2 separate regions of the Danio rerio genome follow, and region 1 is linked to region 2. Evidence: chromatin contacts called from public Micro-C data. All regions are on one chromosome and are shown on one strand. The core of a region is the stretch at or near the end of the contact, and the rest is flanking DNA. Distances in the headings are between cores, read along the strand shown.

Region 1 (5,867 bases), core at 258-2,757, 56 kb after region 2:
AGCTCAAGATGAAATTATTGTATTTTCCAACCAAATAACAAGAAAACAAAGATTACAGGCAAAACTAAACAGTAAAGTTCTGCCAAACTAAACTTAGGGACTTTTATATTGACTAAAGTGATTTTAAACATTAAAATAGACACCTCGCTTTTTTATATAGCTTATGTGTATAAAAAACTACTTTTGCATATTTAATTTGATACAAAGGCTATAATGGCACTTCACATCTTTGATTGTAAATAAAAATTCAATTTAAATATAACCCGTACAGCCAAAATCTAATATTTTACTAACCAATGACCATTTGAATGATCAGAAAGTGATTTGTTTAATGAAAGCAAACCAACATAAAGAGGAAATCCCTGTAGCTCAAGATTAATCTCTAATTTGAAACAATAAAATAGACATCTTGTTTGCTTTTTAAATTGTTTACATGCATATAAAACTACAGTTGTGTTTTTAATTTAATACAAAGACTACAATGGCACTTCACATCTTTGATTGTGAATGAAAATAAACTTTGAATATAACCTGTACAGCCAAAATCTAATATTTTACCAACCAATGACCATTTGAATGATGAGAAAGTCATTTGTTTAATCAAAGCAAACCAACATAAAGAGAAAATCCCTGTAGTTCAAGATTAATCTCTTATATTTCCAACAAAATCACAAGAAAACAACGATTATGGTCAAAACTAAACACCAAAATCCTTCAAACTATAAACTCAAAGATTTTTATACTGACTGAAGTCATTTGAAACATTAAAATAGAATCCTCATTTGCTTTTTAAATTGTTTACATGCATATAAAACTACAGTTGTGTTTTTAATTTAATACAAAGACTACAATGGCACTTACACACCTTTGATTGTGAATAAAAATAAACTTTGAATATAACCTGTACAGCCAAAATCTAATATTTTACCAACCAATGGCCATTTGAATAATGAGAAAGTGATTTGTTTAATGAAAGCAAACCAACATAAAGAGAAAATTACTGTAGCTCAAGATGAATTTCTTGTATTTTCCAAAATAATCGCTATAAACAAAGATTATAGCCAAATCAAAGCCCAAAACTTCTGTCAAACTGTAATGCTTGGGTTTGTTGTGTTGTGGAAGTTGAACTGGTTGACATGAGATGTGGTCGCGGTAGGAAATCTCTTTAGTGTAATCCATAATCTCAGTCCTCAATCTCAGTCACCTACACTAATGCTGACCACTCAAACTGTGTCAGAAAGACATAATGAAGAAACAGACAAACTTTGTGGGAAAACAAAGAGCGAGGAGACTTTGTGATCTGCAATTCAGCCGCGCGCCCGTGCTGAGGTAAAACAACGGTCTCCGTCTAACGGAAAAACAAAACACTGAAACTGTCCAACTTCTGGAGTGTGAGTGGATTGGATAAAGTTAGTTTTTAGGTTTACTCACCCATGTTTGAAGCGTTCCTGCTCTTGTCCTGTTGAGTGTTTATGGGATAACGGAGACTGACTGACACTCGCTCACTCCCGCGCCGCTCTGATGAGGAGGTGCACGAGCGTGTGACGTCAGCGGCAGGGATTACCCTCGCCCCGCCCCCTGCACACAAAAACGACCTGCTGCTATAATATATGATAATAATAATCATCATGACGGTAATACTACCAATAATATACAAATATATTATTATTGTTAGCAGTAGTATTTATTTATTTATTTATTTGTACGTCTGATATTGCATGACAGTTATAATTAAATTATGTATCAGCAGTAGTATTTATTTATTAAATTTTTTACATCAGCTATTTTCAGATATTTTCTGGTAGTATCAACCACTAGCTGACTATTTTATAAGCTTTGTGATAATAATAATAATAATAATAATAATAATAATAATAATATTAATAATAATAATAATAATAATTATTATTATTATTATTATTATTATTATTATTATTATTATTATTACTATTATTATTGTTATTATTATTATTATTATTACTACTATTATTATAATTACATGGATTACACGGATAAAAGAGAAGAACCGGGGGGTGGGGTTTGGCACGGGCCCTTGATAATGTCTCTGGGGCCCCCCTAAATGTATGGGCCCTTAGAATCATCCTAACTTACCCCCTCCTTGCGGTGCCCCTGATGCTAAATAATAAACAGTGCTGGATTTAGGCATGGGCAATATGGGCGATCGCCCAGGTCGGCATCTTGCTGGGGGCGGCACGGGGAGACAAACAAAGTGCCCCAGTAAAAGCTTTGAGATAAGATTTACTTTATGCAAGTGTATTGAGCAGATATCCAAGAATGAAGATAGGGACTATTTGGCATTCACATTTGGTGTCTTTTGCACATACAAGATTGTTATTCTTTATGTGCAACCGAAACAACGCTGGTGAAAACAAATTGACGCATGAGTGCAGAAAGCCATTCTTTACACGCGCTGCCCCCTGGTCCCGGTTGTTTACATGCACGCCGATATGCCTTAACATGCAAGTCAACAAAACTAAAGTGTATATAATATGATGGTGATTTACTTTGACTAAGCATGGAAAGGAGGAATGATGGGTCAAGGAGGTAACTAAGAATTAATATTAATTTTTGGCCATGAGTCAAGTCTAAGACAACAGGTAATTCTATAAAACATATATTTTTTGAATTCCATCGAACTGTCATAATTAATATTCATGCAAAACTCTTAGAATATTTCTCCAGTTGTGTCTTTACAGTGTTTTTCGGTTACATTTAGGATTGATTTATGTTGTTTGTTGGAATAATAGTTGTATAATAATAATAATTATTATTATTATTATTATTATTATCATTATTATTATAATTCTAACAATAAACAAATTGTTACATTTATTGAAAATAAATAAAAATATTTAAATGTATTTATTTTAAATTAATATATATATATATATATATATATATATATATATATATATATATATATATATATATATATATATGTATATATATATATATATATATATATATATATATATATATATATATATATATATATATATATATATATATATATATATATAAAGTCAACCACATAGTGTCTTTATTTCTTGGGGATGGGGGATGTTTGGGGTGGTTTCGCCCAGGGTGCCATTTAAACTACAACTGCCACTAATCAAACACATTACTCGCTTTTGATTGCAGCAATGATTCCAGCAAAAACAGAACCTCGTTTTTTAGCACTACATAGTGTTGAATCTGGTCATCATGGAGCATTATTTCTTGCACATGACCACACAGAACAACATTGCCATCCAAAGACCTGTGGGCCTTTAACTTCTCTCTTGTAAAAATACTCAGAGCTCCAATGAGATTGTATATTTGGGGCTGGATGCTTGGTCATTTCGTCTTCTCCAATATTCATTGGGAGGGTGCTATCGCAATTGGATCTGTCAGATGAACGCCGCTCACTTTAACGTTAAAGCTGCGGTCACACTGGGCTTTTCCTCCCATAGACTTCCATTCATACACACATGAATGCGTCAGACAGAAACGCTGGGTCATGCGTCAAGTTTTGCAGGTTGTTGCGGTGCAAAGTTCAAGCTTGGTGAACTCTGACCTGCAAAATTGCATCAATTGACTGCGTGAGACCAACCGAGGATCAAAACATGACCTCTCTGGACAGAAATTAAAAATGTGGAGCAAACGCTCGCTTTTTAAATGTCTAATCATGTTGTTTAATCCCGCCCCTTTTCACAGCACCGCATGACAGAATCTCGCACACACAAACTCTAGTGTGATGAGCTGTTATAATAGGCTGAAAGCATTATGTAAATAATAAATATAATATGTAATCAATATAACTCTAATACAACAAACTCTGTGCCGCATTGGAAGTCATTCCCTCACTGTAAATGCTAGTTCTTCCGTTTTTTTTCTGCAACCTCACTGCGCGCATCATATTGCATTAAGTGGGTGTGGCCAACTGTTGACTCTGAAGCCCACTGCTCTGATTGGCTGACAGTTTTGCATATTAACAGATCTAAACAGACCGTGTGGTAAAAGTGGGCGTGGATCTTCTATGGAGGCGGAGCTTATCTACCCAGTTACATCATACAGTAGAACATTCCAGCATTGTCTTACAAGCTGATTTAAGGGGAACCGCAAAGTGTTGAGTTCTGAAGCTCACAGGATGTTGTATATCACTGTAACCTCTTACATGATAAAACAAAAAGGTCATTTTGAAACTGATCTTCAGCCAAGCTCTGCCCTCATCATGATTCAGCCGGTGTATATCAGAATTTCTCTTCAGTTTCCCAGCACCAGCAGCTCTTTCACTCACGCCAGATGGCTCCAGTCAATGGAAAAGCAGAGGAAGAATCAGGAGACCTGCTTTCAGCTCATTCTTTATACTTTTCTACAGGCTGACAAATAAGCATGAGCTGCTCCTGTGTTTCTGCAGCAGCGCTGAAAAAAAAAAAAATAGATTGATTGGATTTACTCATTTCCTTTAGGGTAAGTGGTTACAAACCATGTATATGGTCTGAGTTTAAACGAACAAACTAAACTTAGCAATGTCCAACTTAACATGTCACAGCCATGTCACCCTAAGACCGGTTACTCACTGAAGCTAAGCTGGGCTGAGCCTGGTCAGAACCTGGATGGGAGACCACTAGGGAACACTAGGTTGCTGTTGGAAGTGGTATTAGTGAGGGCAGCAGGGGGCGCTCAACCTGTGGTCTGTGTGAGTCCTAATGCCCCAGTAAAAGTGAAGGGGACACTATAGTGTCAGTGGGCGCCGTCTTTCGGATGAGACATTAAACCGAGGTCCTGACTCTCTGTGGTCATTAAAAATCCCATGGCACTTCTCGTGAAAGAGCAGGGGTGTAACCCCGGTGTCCTGGCCAAAGTCCCTCTATCGGCCCTTACGATTATGGCCTACCAATTATCCCCATCCCCATCTATCACTGTCTCTCCTCTCCACCAATAGCTGGTGTGTGGTGAAGCACTGGCGCTGTTGTCCTGTGGCTGCCATCACATCATCCAAGTGGATGCTCCACACTGGTGGTGGTGTGGAGAGACCCCCCCTCATGATTGTAAAGCGCTTTTGGTGTACGGCTATACACAATAAATGCGCTATGTAAATACACATTACATTGTTTGATTAAATTCAGCCCATATAAATTGTTTATTGGAGAGTAATTTTTCACTATCCATTTAAGTACAACTATAATATTCCTCAAATAATGCAGTGGCATCTGTTATAGTGTTCACAGTATACAGTTGAAGTCAGAATTATTAGCCCCCATTGGGTTTTTTTCTCTCTTTTAAATATTTCCTAAATGATGTTGAACAGAGCAAGGAAATGTTCACAGTATGTCTGATAATATTTTTTCTTCTGGAGAAAGTCTTATTTGCTTTATTTCAGCAAGAATAAAAGCAGTTTTACATTTTTTAAGAACCGTTTTAAAGTCAAAATTATTAGCCTCTTTAAAGGTTCAAGACACACTAGAGAACTTTTTTTTATATTAACAGATGTGTGTGTGTTGAGCATCAGCTAAGACAATGTTAGCACCTGTCAGCTGTAATTGTGGGGAAAACTGGATCATTTTGAGCTTTTGTCAGCTCATTTCAGCTTCCGGGTTTGAAATGATTTTTGGGCGGGATCAAAATCGGCGACGTAGCGCAGTACTGCAAGTGCAAAGATGACGCGTCGGTTTCTCATTATTATTCATTGCGGAGTTTTCTTATTCTATGAGAAGAGCCGGCTGCTTAATTATTCATGAGACCTGCCAGAGTCAAGCCCGAGCTGTGAGACACGGACCCCCACAGCACACAGTATTTAGCAGTTCATGAAGGCTCGTATGGGTTTGTTTCCATGATCCACGGGGTTTGTTGCATGTTTTCCC
Region 2 (5,905 bases), core at 2,608-5,107:
GCTTAAACTAAAAACATGAGTAATTAAAACAGTAAATAAAATAGGTTGATTTCTTATTTAATTAAAATGTTAAAAGAGCAAAAACAGATCACTTTCATTTGCTTAGCTGTTTATTTATTACAAATAAATAACTTTATTATTACAGTTTTATACAAAAATAATATTTAATTTGTTTTAATAAATCATGTTTTGTGCAAATTAATTTTAACTTAATTACTTCTTTATGAAAACCAAGGTTTACAGAAGCCTGAGGAGCAAATCAGTGCGGTTTCGAGATTATATGTCATTATATGTCATTATAAGACTTTTGAATAATACCATTTCTTAAGCATTGTTGATAGCTAGTGTTAAAAATAAATAAATAAATTTGTTAAACTAGCATAAATTGTTAATATTACAACAAATGGTGAAATACTGTAGGTATTTAACTATTAAGTTATTCTCTTCAGAGATTTTTTAAAAATAGGTTATATCTTATATAATTTAATATAATACAATAATGTTTTTTTATTTTTATGGAATTATAAAAGCAAGCTTATTTATCATGTTAGGATTTTAAAGTGTTTATATAGTGATGTTTTTTTAGGTTCTTGTTGGGTCTGTTGCAACGTAATTTCGTTCTGCATTACAATTCTATTGTGATGATTTGAATGACATAAATAAAGGAAACTGAAACTGATTTTTATAAATAAACTTTATAACAAAACATTATATTTAATTGGTTTTCATAAATCATGTCTTTGTGGAAATGAATTTTATTTTCTTTACTGTCACACAGAGGCGTTGTAAGGGTACAGTATGTGTGAAACAAGTCAAAAATAAATGAAGGCTCAGCCGACATAGCACTATGGTGCAAAGGTGTGGTTATGTACAGTGCAAAAGTGTCCAATCAAAAAAAAAAAAATATATATATATATATATATATATATATATATATATATATATATATATATATATATATATATATATATATATATATATATATATATATATATATATATATATATCGCTGAAGTCAGAAAAATTAGCCCCCTTTCATTTTCTTTCTTTTTTAAATATTTCCCAAATGATGCAAGGACATTTTCACAGTATGTCTAAAAATATTTTGTTCTTCTGGAGAAAGTCTTATTTGGTTTATTTTGGCTTGAATAAAAGCAGCTTTTAATTTTTTTAAAAACATTTAAAGGCCAAATTTATTAGCCACTTTAAGCTATATTTTTATTTGATAGTCTACAGAACAAACCATTATTATACAATAACTTGCCTAATAAACCTAGTGAAGCCTTTAAATGACTTGCCTAATTACCCTAACTTTACCCTAATTACCCTAGTGAAGCCTTTAAATGTCACTTTAAGCTGAATACTAGTGTCTTGAAGAATATCTAGTCTGTTATTTACTGTCATCATGACAAAGATAAAATAAACCAGTTATTACAGATGAGTAGTAAAACTATTATGATTGGAAATGTGCTGAAATGTGCTCCTCTTCAAAATAGACAATAAAGCAACAAAATAATTATATACAAAATATTCGCTATCCAGATTTACTACTCTCTAACTAACCATTCGCCACTACTCACATCTTCTACGACTACGACTCCCACTACTGATCAGCACGGGGGCTTTGAACAGCTCGGTCTCCAACCCGGGCCGGTTCACCCTTCCTTAAACAACCTGGTGGTCCTAGCCTACCCCAGAAGCACCATATCTATCTACAACGAACTTAGTGCAGACACCCAATCGACATAATCCACTGCAGCCCAGAAACCCTGAGCTCAAGAGATCCGCAGCTTTTTTTTTTTAACATTTACTTTATTTTTCATAAATAAATAACTATTATTATTGTTATTATAACACACAGTTGAAGTCAGAATTATTAGTCCCCCTTTCAATTTTGTTTTCTTTTTTAGTTTTTAAATATTTCCCGAAGGAAGTTTTAACAGAGCATGGACATGTTCACAGTATGTCTGATAATATTTTTTCTTAAAGAGAAAGTCTTATTTGTTTTATTTCGGCTAGAACAGCGGTTCTCAAACTTTTTTCATCAAGTACCACCTCAGAAAAAAATTGTCTCTCCAAGTACCACCATAACGACCAGTATTAAAATACAGTAGCGTAGTAGGCCTAATTAAGCAGCTACAGCTCTGCACAGTTCAAAACCCAGGCAGATTAATTCCTATTATTAAGAATATTTATTATTGTCACCCCCTTTAAGTATTATGAATAGTTTGAACATGAACACTGTATTGTGCTTACAGGTAAAAAAAAAAAAAATGCTAAAATAAAATGTCAAAGTTTTAATTTTATGTGCTTTTAAAAGTGAAATAAAAATGGTTGGCTACTTAAAAAAAAAAAAAAAACTCCTGCCTTATATGTAAAGTATTAACATATATAAGCCTATTCATCTACTATGTTCACCTACACTTGCGCCTCATAAATTTAGGATATATTTCATCATATTTATACATAAATCATTTGTGATAAATTTTGAAATATATCTTGCATGTATATATGACATATTTGATTCTTCTGTGTACCACTAGAAGGAAGCCCGAGTACCACAGTTTGAGAACCACTGGGCTAGAATAAAGGCAGCTTTTAATTCTTTAAAAAACATTTTAAGGTCAGTATTATTAGCCCCTTTAGGCTATATTTTATTTTCGACAGTCTACAGAAAAAAACATCATTATACAATGGCTTGCCTAATTACCCTAACCTGCCTAGTTACCCTAATTACCCTAGTTAAGTCTTTAAATGTCACTTTAAGCTGAACACTAGTGTCTTGAAGAATATCTAGTCTAATATTATTTACTGTCATCATGACAAAGATAAAATAAACCAGTTATTAGAGATGAGTTATTAACACTATTATGATGAGAAATGTGTTGGAGAAATCTGCTCTCCTTTAACAAAAATTGAGGAAAAAATAAACAGGGGGGCGAATAATTCTGACTTCAACTCTATATTTAACTATTTAGTTTTTTTATTATTTGTTTTCATGAATCATGATTTGTGCAATTATTCTTATTAATTTTATTCTTCTTATTATTATTATTAATTATTAATAAAATAATTATCTGTTTTGACAAAAATGAAAAAGTTTGTGCACAAAAGTGACATGGACATGCTTAAGTTGTGTGAGATTCATCAGTTCATATTGAGTAATTCATATATTAATATCTGCTTGTTAAGTGTAACGTCACACAAAGCGGCTTCCGACTTCCACGATGGTGCAGTGGGTAGCACGATAAGGTAAGAAGGTTGCCATTTCGAGTCCCAGCTAGGTCAGTTGGCGTTTCTGTGTGGAGTTTGCATGTTCTCCCAGTGTTGGTGTGGGTTTCCTCTGGGTGCTCCGGTTTCCCTCACAGTCCAAACACATGCGCTATAGGGGAATCGATGAACTAAATTGGCCGTAGTGTATGAGTGTGAATGCAAGAGTGTATGGGTGTTTCCCAGTACTGGATTTACAGCTGTGTTTTACAGTGCGTAAAACATGCTGGAATAGTTGGCGGTTCCTTCAGCTGTGACAACCCTTGATAAGTAAGGGACTAAGCTGAAGGAAAATGAATAAATGAGCAAGACAATATTCTAGACGTGTCCAGAAAGTGCTTCAGGATTTAAGAATGTTGCAGAGATGTGAACTAGAGACTGGACTCTACGTGAGAGAGCATTACTGCAGTGTAGATTCGTCATCCGCTGTGAGAACGGCAGTAATGACTGAACTGAAGGCCTCATTGTGTCCTGAAAGTGTCTTCAGCGAAGGCTTTTCTTCTCTCCCAGCACAGAAAGGCAAATGAAAGCAGATCTATGAGCAGAGCAGAGCAGAGCAGAGGCCCTTTCAGAGCCCGTCAGCCTCAGCCGGAGCGCTGCTTTATGAGGACACACTGCATTCTGGTCCGCATAATGAACACCGGTCGCCATGACAACAGGTTAACCACAACCCAGTGAGTATTGCCCATGGCACAGTCTCTCACGACCCACAACACACACACACACACACAGACACACACACACTTAATTTCTCTATCTTTCACACACACAGTCACTCAAAGCACACACACACACACTTTTTTCTCTTGCACACTCAAGCGCACACACACACACACACACACACACACACAAAATCACACACACTTAATTTCTCTTTCACACACACAGTCACTCAAAGCACACACACACACACTTTTTTCTCTTGCACACACTCAAGCGCGCACACGCACACACACACGTAATTTCTCTCTCTTTCACACACAGTCACTCAAAGCACACACACACACTTTTTTCTCTCGCACACTCAAGCGCGCACACACACACACACATTTAATTTCTCTCTCTTTCACACACACAGTCACTTAAAGCACACACACACACACACACACTTTTTCTCTCGCACACTCAAGCACACACACACACACACACACACACACACACACACACACACACACACACACACAAACACACAAACTAAAGCATACACAGAAGTACTTTTTCACACGCACTCTCAATTCCATACACACTCTCACAAAAAACTCACACACAAACTAACACATACACACAAGCGCACACAAATACACACTTTTTCTTTCTTTCTGACACACACATTTAAGCTTACACACACACACACACTCTTAATTCCATACACACTCACAAACACACACACACACAGACACACACACACTGTCTCACACACAAATTCAAGCATACACACACACACACAAACACTCACAAACTTCACATGGACTCTCTTTTTCTCTCTCACACACACACACACACACACTCTATCGCTCTCTTTCTCTCTCACACACTCAAGCACACACAAACTATCTCCCTCCCGCTTTCTCTCTCTCTCTCGCTTTCACACAAGCACAAAAAGTCTCACAAACACAAACTTTACATGGACTCTCTCTCTCACAAACACACACACAGACATGCACCCGCAAACGCACTTATGAAGACACACAAGTCCTCCAGTCTCAAAGGGAAACGGTGCAGTGGTTTCCACCTAAAGCTCTTGGGAAGCATGTTTACTGCAGTAGAGCTCCAGAGGAACATCACTCATAGATGAGTTGAGGTCAGTTGAAGCATCAGATGATTCTCATGAAGCCAGTCAATCAGTGTGAAAACACTGGACTAACTGTTCAAGAGCTGGAAGCAAACTTCATTTAGAAAGTAGTTTTTTATTACATTTTTGCAGCCTGGCAGGCAGGAAGGTAGGTAAATAAATAACTAAATAAATAAATGTAAAAATCAAATAAATGCATAAATAAATAAATAAATAAATAAATAGATGCGTAAATAAATAACTGCATAAATAAATAAATGCATAAATAAATAAGTGCATAAATAAATAATTGCATTAATAAATAAATGCATAATAAACAAATGCATCAATAAACAAATGCATAAATAAATAAATGCATTAATCAAGAAATGCAATAATATAAAAATAAATAAATGCATTAATAAATAATAAATGCACAAATAAATAACTTTGTAAATAAGAAAATAAATGCATAAATTAATAATTAAATGCATAAATAAATACAAAAAGAAAACAATAAATGTATAAATAAATAAATAAATGCATAAATAAATAAATGAATGCATAAATAAATAAATGCATACATAAATGCATAAATAAACAAATAAATGCATACATAAACGCATAAATAAATAAATAAATGCATACATACATAAATAAATGCATTAATAAAAGCATACGTAAATAAATGCATAAATAAATGAATGAATAAATGCACAAATAAATAAGTGTACATAAATGCATAAATAAAAAGTATACATAAATAAATGCATAAATAAATGAATTAATAAATAAATGTATACCTAAATAGATGCATAAATAAATTAATAAATGCATAAATAAATAAAGCATACATAAACAGAT

What was found. A called contact is a pair of places that touch in the nucleus more often than the background predicts.
Region 1: a contact with region 2 is called in a Micro-C map of caudal fin, with 1.8 times the contacts expected there. The contact joins the promoter of gpm6bb here to the enhancer-like site in region 2. A contact is called at or near these places in 2 of 18 Hi-C or Micro-C datasets (caudal fin and an unstated tissue).

Annotation. Positions count from the first base shown.
Region 1 is chr9:57,084,649-57,090,515 of GRCz12tu, forward strand. gpm6bb (glycoprotein M6Bb) reads right to left here and starts at 1,508. Exons shown (of 7, transcript NM_001013334.2): 1 at 1,432-1,508. The coding sequence starts at 1,435.
Region 2 is chr9:57,026,009-57,031,913 of GRCz12tu, forward strand. The region is part of intron 1 of gpm6bb (glycoprotein M6Bb); the gene reads right to left. Among named protein-coding and RNA genes, the nearest start is that of gpm6bb, 57 kb to the right of the region's middle. Within about 2 kb of position 3,858, at least 35 of the 62 cell types and tissues checked have an H3K27ac peak or open chromatin away from gene starts, as enhancers often do. A contact at or near this core is called in caudal fin, where this site is marked.